2 separate regions of the Mus musculus genome follow, and region 1 is linked to region 2. Evidence: chromatin contacts called from public promoter capture Hi-C data. All regions are on one chromosome and are shown on one strand. The core of a region is the stretch at or near the end of the contact, and the rest is flanking DNA. Distances in the headings are between cores, read along the strand shown.

Region 1 (3,904 bases), core at 1,098-3,597, 2.2 Mb after region 2:
TATGGTATGGGTGTTTTGTGTTATGGGGTATCCACCAGAGAAGACAATTTAAGTCAATAGAAATTCTTTTTTGGTTGTTGTTTTTGGAGACAGGGTTCCTCTGTATAGCCCTGGCTGTCCTGGAACTCACTTTGTAGATCAGGCTGGCCTAGAACTCAGAAATCCGCCTGCCTCTGCCTCAGCCTCAGCCTCCTGAGTGCTGGGATTAAAGGCATGCGCCACCACTGCCCAGGTTAGAAATTCTTTATTTGCTGCTTATTGACTCCACTGGGTGTTTGGGATGCCAGAGTAGCCCTGAGCCTTTCTCAGGGTGATCTTTTACACACAAAAAATTTTATATATCCCGGGTTGATATAGTTTAGTTAATAAGAACACTTAGCCAGAAGCAGAAGTCCAGAAACCAAAAAGCAAGGTTGGTACATTTATAGACTCTCCAAGTACTATGGACTTGGATAGGACTTTTTGGTTTTGTTTTGGCACATAAGATCCCTGTCCAGGTGCTGGGTTTTATGGGCTGAACGGCACTTCCTTTATGGAGTCAGTTGGGCTGAGATCTGGGGTCTTGTTACCTTCTGCCTATACCCAGGTCTGTACGGTGTGGATGTGTGTTGGTGAGTGGTGCTCATCCTGGTACTGGAGGTCCAGATGGGTGTGAGCCGTCCGTCCTGTGGGTCCTGGGAGTCAGTGCTCTTTACTGCTGATTGTTTCTCCAGCTCCTGCAGTTTGAGAACTTTTACCATTGGTGGATGGGATGGGATGGGGGCTTCTGGAGGTTAGAGAACAACTTTTGGAAGTCAGTTCTCTCCTTCCACTCCACTGCAGGTTGTCAGTAGTGCTCCACAAGCATTTTTTTCTTCTTTTTTTAAAGATTTATTTATTTATTATATGTAAGTACATTGTAGCTGTCCTCAGACACTCCAGAAGAGGGCATCAGATTTCATTATGGATGGTTGTGAGCCACCATGTGGTCGCTGGGACTTGAACTTGGGACCTTTGGAAGAACAGTCGGCGCTCTCAACCACTGAGCTATCTCACCAGTCCCACAAGCATTCTTTATTGCTGAGCCATCCTGGTGGCCACAGTAAGGTTTTTATTTCTTCACTTTCGCTGTATATTGGGGAAGGAGGAGGAAGGAGGCACGAACAAAGAGTCCTTATTTCTGTCATCTCCCTCTAAAATCCAGAGCTTCTGTAAAACCCTGCCTAATTTCTAAGAACACCATCTCCCAATATTGAAATAGCTATTTCGTTCAGTGCTGTTCACTTACCCACAGTTTTCAAGGTCAGATATGCCTCATGACATTGAGTGTTTGGAATTTGCCCTGGAAATAAGATTAAATGTCCTGTCCTAATCACACTTGTCTTAGAACAGACCTATCGGGCTCAGGAAATGGCTTACTATTAAGAGCACTTGCTGCATTGCCTAGCACAAAGTCTGGGTTCCCAACACCCCCATACTTGGTGGCCCACAATGGCTCTGTCTTCGGTGGCATCCTGTACACACAAATTACTCTCTCTCTCTCTCTCTCACACACACACACACACACACACACACACACACACACACAATCAAGGATCACTGTTGCTCCTCAAAGGTCAACTGTGGTCGTTGGAATTCCTGTCTCGACCTCAAATTACCTTAATTAGCTCAAACAAGGCCGTTAAAGCAGCCTTTCTAAATTAAAACTATATCTTCGGGGTCCAGGGATACCCCTCCCAATCTCCACCATAGGAGGAGCCAAGAAGGGAAGCTGGGCAGCGGCTGGGGGAGGGAGGGGACGACACATGACCCGGGGACGACCGAGGCACGGGAACCGACTTGTCCTCTGTGTCCTTGATCCAGCTTTTGAGCCGGCTAAATTCTTTGCTACCCTCTCCTTTTCCCGAATTTCAAAATCGAAAGCAGGAAAGGAAGCCAAACTAAACCAAACCAAACCAAACAAAGAAAAACAAAGTTGGGCGTGGTGGCGCAGACCCCCTAGCTGAGAAGCAGAGACATGGGGATTGCCGCGAGTTCGAGGCGTGACAGGGGTACACAGCTAGCTCCTGTCTCAAAAAAAAACTCAAGATCCAAAAGCAGCCAAGGACCCCACAAACAAACAAACAAAAAACCCTGAAGTAAACAAATCCTCAAAATACCCGGATGTAGAAGGCGGGCGGGAGTGGGGGATGGGGAGGAGGCGCGGCCGTTGGTGGAGTGACAACTGACGCGCATGCGTGTCTCCAAGGCGCAGCCAACATCGCTTGGCGATTGGACGAGAGTGGGACCCGCCCTTTCGCACGGATGTCTGTGCGCATGCTCGGCGCCAGCTTCCAGTATTTTCGATGCTGACGTCGCCACTAAGCTCAGTCCCAGTCTGGACTTTGGCAGTGGAGGTTCCTGTGCTCTCCGGTCGCTGGAATCGGGAACCTCGCCCGCTTCGGTTCCTGGTCGCAGAGAAAGGTGCCCGCTTGGCCTCTCTCGCCCTCGCGAGCTCTTCATCCGTTTAAGGTGAGTGGGGCCGCTTGGTCAGGGACCGGTTCGCCCTGGGGTGTCGCGCACGCGCACTGGGCACTGCGCGCCCCACCTGGATGATAGACTCTTGACTTTCTCTGTAGTTCCTAGACGCCGTTGCGTTTGCGGACCGATCTCCGTTTTCAGAAGGGAGCCATGTCCTCGGCCGCCATGTCTAAATACGTGAACGACATGTGGCCCGGCTCTCCGCAGGAGAAAGCCTCGCCGTCCACCTCGGGCTCGGGCCGCTCCAGCCGCCTGTCGTCGCGCTCCCGCAGCCGCTCTTCGTCCCGCAGCTCCCGACGCGACTCCCGCAGCTCTAGCCGCTCGTCCTCGCGCAGCCACAGCCGGCCGCGGAGGAGCAGACGGTCCCGATCCCGGTCCCGCAGGCGCCACCAGCGCAAGTACAGGCGCTACTCACGCTCGTACTCACGCAGCCGGTCGCGCTCCCGCAGCCACCGCTATCACCGCGACAGCCGTTACGAGCGGCCGCGGAGGTACTACAAGTCGCCGTCGCCCTACCGCTCCCGGAGCAGGTCGCGCTCCCGCGGGAGGTCGCAGCACCGGTGGTCGTACTACGCGATCACTAGAGGGCGGCGCTACTACGGCTTCGGCCGGACGGTGTACCCCGAGGATCGCCCCAGGTGGAGGGAAAGATCCAGAACCAGGTCGCGCAGCAGGAGTAGAACCCCATTTCGCCTGAGTGAGAAAGGTGCGTTTTATCAGGTTGAGGTTTGTGCCCTTGGTGGGGGTGGTGTTGGGGATTGAGTTCTGGACGCTTATCACCGAGCCACCTCCCCAGCTCCTCCCCGCGTTTAACTTCCTCAGCGCGCTGTGAGTCAGCCAGGGAGTCATGTGGTTGAGCAGTTTAGCTGGGATTTCGTAAGATTAGGCCCAGGACATCTTAACATCTAGGCCTGCGTTTGTTTTGGTGCTGGAAGTCTTTTGAGATTTCTTGAAGTGAGAGAGAGTTTTTTGTTTAGTTAGTAGTTAGGTAGAATATAGTTTCTCACGTATTTCCTTTCACCTTGTGAGTAAAGTCCATGCCGGATGTGACCGGTGCAGTAACCTGAACTAAAGTCCATTTATGGCTGTGGTGGTCAAGAGAGAGGAGGCTCACTCTTTCCTACTAGCTGGGTGAAGTCAAAACACATTTTTTTTTTTCATGATTTACTCAAAAATGGGTTTTGACTGGCCTTTCTGTTAAGTAACATGGCAATTTGATGTTACAAAGTAGGTAAGTTTGAGCTTGTGTGCAGACTCTGTATCAAGATTAGTAGTCTAGATAACTGTGCTATAAAGTTTATCAAACACTTCAGTTTACAGAAATAAACATTTAAAGAAAAGGCAAAATAGGGCTGTTTGTCAGAACAAAACTAACTTGTTGAGGTAATTAAGGAAAGTTGGGTTT
Region 2 (3,443 bases), core at 601-3,100:
AGGAGTGCTGGGATTGCAGATGTGCCATTGCGTTTGGCCTTTTGTGTGTTCAGGGTTTAGAGCTCAGGTCGGCAGGCTTGCCCCTCATGTGCTCTACCCAATGACCATTAAACAACTGAGCACACAGGACTGCGGGGATGGCTCAGGGGTTAAGAGGGCATGTTGCTCTTGCTGATCACCTGAGTTAGCATTACAGAATGGACACGGACACGGCCAAGGGACAGCTGCCTATAACACATTTAGGGACCCCCCAAGACCTCCTCTGGCTTTGGAGGCACCTAAACTCATGTGCACGTACCCACATACTTTCTAGAAAACTAAACACATGCTCTAGTGCTCGATCAGCTTTTAGACGAAGGTGTATGACTCATATAATGACTGGTTGAAATCACGGGAGACTGAGAGGGAGACAAAACTGGGGGCAAGACAGCAGGACATCTTTGGATCTTTTTAACTGTGGCCATGTATGGCCATGAGGTTTCTTTTGTTTGTTTTCTTTTTTTTTTCTTCAAGACAGGGTTTCCCTGTGCAGCCTTGACTGTCCTAGAACTCACACTGTAGACCAAGCTGGCCTCAAATTCACAGAGATCCACCTGCCTCCACCTCCCAAGTGTTGGGGTTAAAGGCGTGTGCCAACCCCTCCCCCAGGTAGGGTTTCTTTCTTTGAAAACATGAACATGTTATCTATGCCCTGGATACAAGCCTGTGTGTGCGTATGAACATGTGTGCTGGAGTGTGTGCTTGTGTGTGTGTGTGTAGAGGACAACTTGTAGGAGTTGTGATGGAGCAGCCTGACTCCACCTTAAGTTCTGAAGCCATCTTATCATACTACCAAAATAAGTCCATTCCTCTTTTCTATAAAACTTAATTTGACCAGGTCTTGACCAACTTTCTGAATTTCGACAGGTTCCACACCCTATACCCTGATTTCAGTCTGATAGACGTTCTGCCAAATAATGCTGAAATGTTCGACCAAGTGCCTACATAACCCTTGAAAATGTCCATATTCTTGCAGTTTTGGGGGTTATATAAACCTCACCTCTTGTGTTCGATGCTGTTTTCTCATTTTGTATTTGTTTTGTTTTTTCGAGACAGGGTTTCTCTGTGTAGCCTTGGCTGTCCTGGAACTCACTCTGTAGACCAGGCTGGCCTCGAACTCAGAAATCCTCCTGCCTCTGCCTCCTAAATGCTGGGATTAAAGGTCTGTGCCACCACTGCCCGGCGATGCTGTTTTCTCAAAACCCCAGTTTAGCGAGATAGCCATCTCTGACAAAATTAAGCTTGCTTAATTTGACCAAAAATTGTTTAATCATTTCTACTCATCTTCAGTGGGATTAACAGTTGAGCCTCTCCTTCCACCATCACGCAGGTATTTATTTATGAATACAATATCACTATCTTCAGACACACCAGAAGAGGACAGCAGATCCCATTATAGATGGTTGTGATCCACCATGTGGTTGCTGGGAATTGAACTCGGGAGTTCTGGAAGAGCAGAAAACTAGCAGTTTGGCGGGAAAAGGGGGCTAGCGAGCGGCGGAAGTGATGTAGGGTTGCATGCGACGGAGATGGGGTGTGTGTGAAGAATGCTTGAGGATGGCCCCGGAAGTATCGTTTTGATTGGTTGTTTTCTTGAATACTGTCCTATCGGAAATTTGCCCTCAGTAAAGATGGCCGCGCATGCTTCCATTCCTTCTTGGGGCCGGGTGTTTTTCCTAAGCTTGGCCTTGATACCGAAAAAAAAAGGAGGGGACTCATGAGTTCTGATTGGCTGAAGGTAAATGTGTCCAGGGCGCTGATTGGCTGTCCCTTCGCGGGAAGGAGTTTGTGGCGCCAGTGCAAAGTAGCCAGAAGGCTGCCACGCCAGAGCGGCACAGAGTTCCCAAGTGTTCTTAGTTTTCGTGTCCGAGCGTCTTGGGCCGCTCTCTCCGGAGAACTGCGACCAGGATGTGGAATAGTAATGGCGGGCGTGGGGAGAGTCACGCGAGGGTGTTGGGAGTGGGCGAGTCTGGCGCAGGAAGGCCGGGACGGAGCGAGAGGCCCGAGGCGGGCTCGGCGGCGTTCGCGGGGTGGCAGGGGGATTGTCGCGGCTGGGGCGGTGGGGACAGCGGTCGCCAGGTATAGAGATGGGGAGCGCAGCGCAGACTCTGACGACGGTCGTTCCCCGCAGGCGGATTCGAAAGCTTCAGCAGCTCCACCTATGGCGGAGCAGGCGGCTACACGCAGTCCCCCGGTGGCTTCGGGTCGCCCACACCGTCGCAGGCGGAGAAGAAATCGGTACGTAGACTGACGGCTCCGTTCTCATTTGTGTCCTGGCCAGGAGGGAACGTGTTTTCGTGCGGGAGGGTGGCACACCCCAAGGTGTCAGAAGCTGTCCGTTACCTACCTTGTCTTTTGTATGGTCAAGTGGGGAACAGGGTTTTTATTATTTTATTGTTTGGCAAGCCTGCAGTGGTTCGCCCGGCCTCCATTTTCCTGGCCCTACCACTCGAAAGTATGCTTTAGTAGAGTTTAATATCGCTGTCCCCAGGGCACAAAAATCCCTGAAGAACAAGAGTCCACTGTGTTCAGAACAGGTTTGGGGTTGTTTCCTGTTGGTAACTGACAGGAAGGACACGCTAAGCCTTAATCTGCTGGGCTTTTTCTGCCTCGTACATATTCATTGTATGACCAAGTGTTTTGGAGGTGTTTGTAGCTCTGGCTGGCCTGGAACTCAGAGATCCACCTGCCTGTACACTGTAGTTGTCTTCAGACACACCAGAAGAGGGCATCAGATACCACTACAGATGGTTGTGAGCCACCGTATGGTTGCTGGGAATTGAACTCAGGACCTCTGGAAGAGCAGTCAGTGCTCTTAACCGCTGAGCCATCTCTCCAGCCCAAAAAGATCCTTTCTTAAAAAACAAACAAACTACATTGCTCGTAGGTGGCTTGAGAGGCAAGTGTCTTTGCTAGATGCTCCTCTGCCCACTCCATCTGACTCTCCTGTTAAGATGCCCAAAGATGAGCAGCTTGACGAAACTCACCAGGTTTTCTGCAGAGACTGCCATCTGGTTGCCAGAATATCTCCTAAAAGAAGCTATACTTCTAACTTCTTCCATTTTATCAAGAAACCTAGAGCATCTTCGTAGTCCTTTTTCTGCTTGTCATTTCTCAAGCCTTTTCACAAGGCCCTGTTGTCTCCGTGGTGTCCTGAACACTGCTCTTGCTATGTCTGGGATGTGCTCTTTCTACCCCTACCTCTCTGAGACAGTTGTTTTCTTGTTGTTGTTTTGTTTTGGGTGTCTGTGTGTGTGTGTGTGTGTGTGTGTGTGTGTGTGTGTGTATCCTTGGCTGTCCTGGAACTCACTCTATAGACCAGGCTGGCCTTGAACTCAAGAAGTCCACCTGCCTCTGCCTCCTGGGTGCTGAGATTAAAACCATTTGCCACCACTGCCTAGCCC

What was found. Promoter capture Hi-C pulls out the DNA fragments that hold promoters and counts their contacts.
Region 1: a contact with region 2 is called in a promoter capture Hi-C map of pre-B cells, with 5 times the contacts expected there. The contact joins the promoter of Rsrp1 here to the promoter of Rpa2 in region 2. A contact is called at or near these places in 2 of 39 promoter capture datasets (cranial neural crest and pre-B cells).

Annotation. Positions count from the first base shown.
Region 1 is chr4:134,921,278-134,925,181 of GRCm38.p6, forward strand. It overlaps Rsrp1 (arginine/serine rich protein 1), which reads left to right and starts at 2,348. Exons shown (of 5, transcript NM_023665.3): 1 at 2,348-2,490; 2 at 2,598-3,205. The coding sequence starts at 2,650.
Region 2 is chr4:132,766,510-132,769,952 of GRCm38.p6, forward strand. It overlaps Rpa2 (replication protein A2), which reads left to right and starts at 1,851. Exons shown (of 9, transcript NM_011284.3): 1 at 1,851-1,957; 2 at 2,171-2,277. The coding sequence starts at 1,948.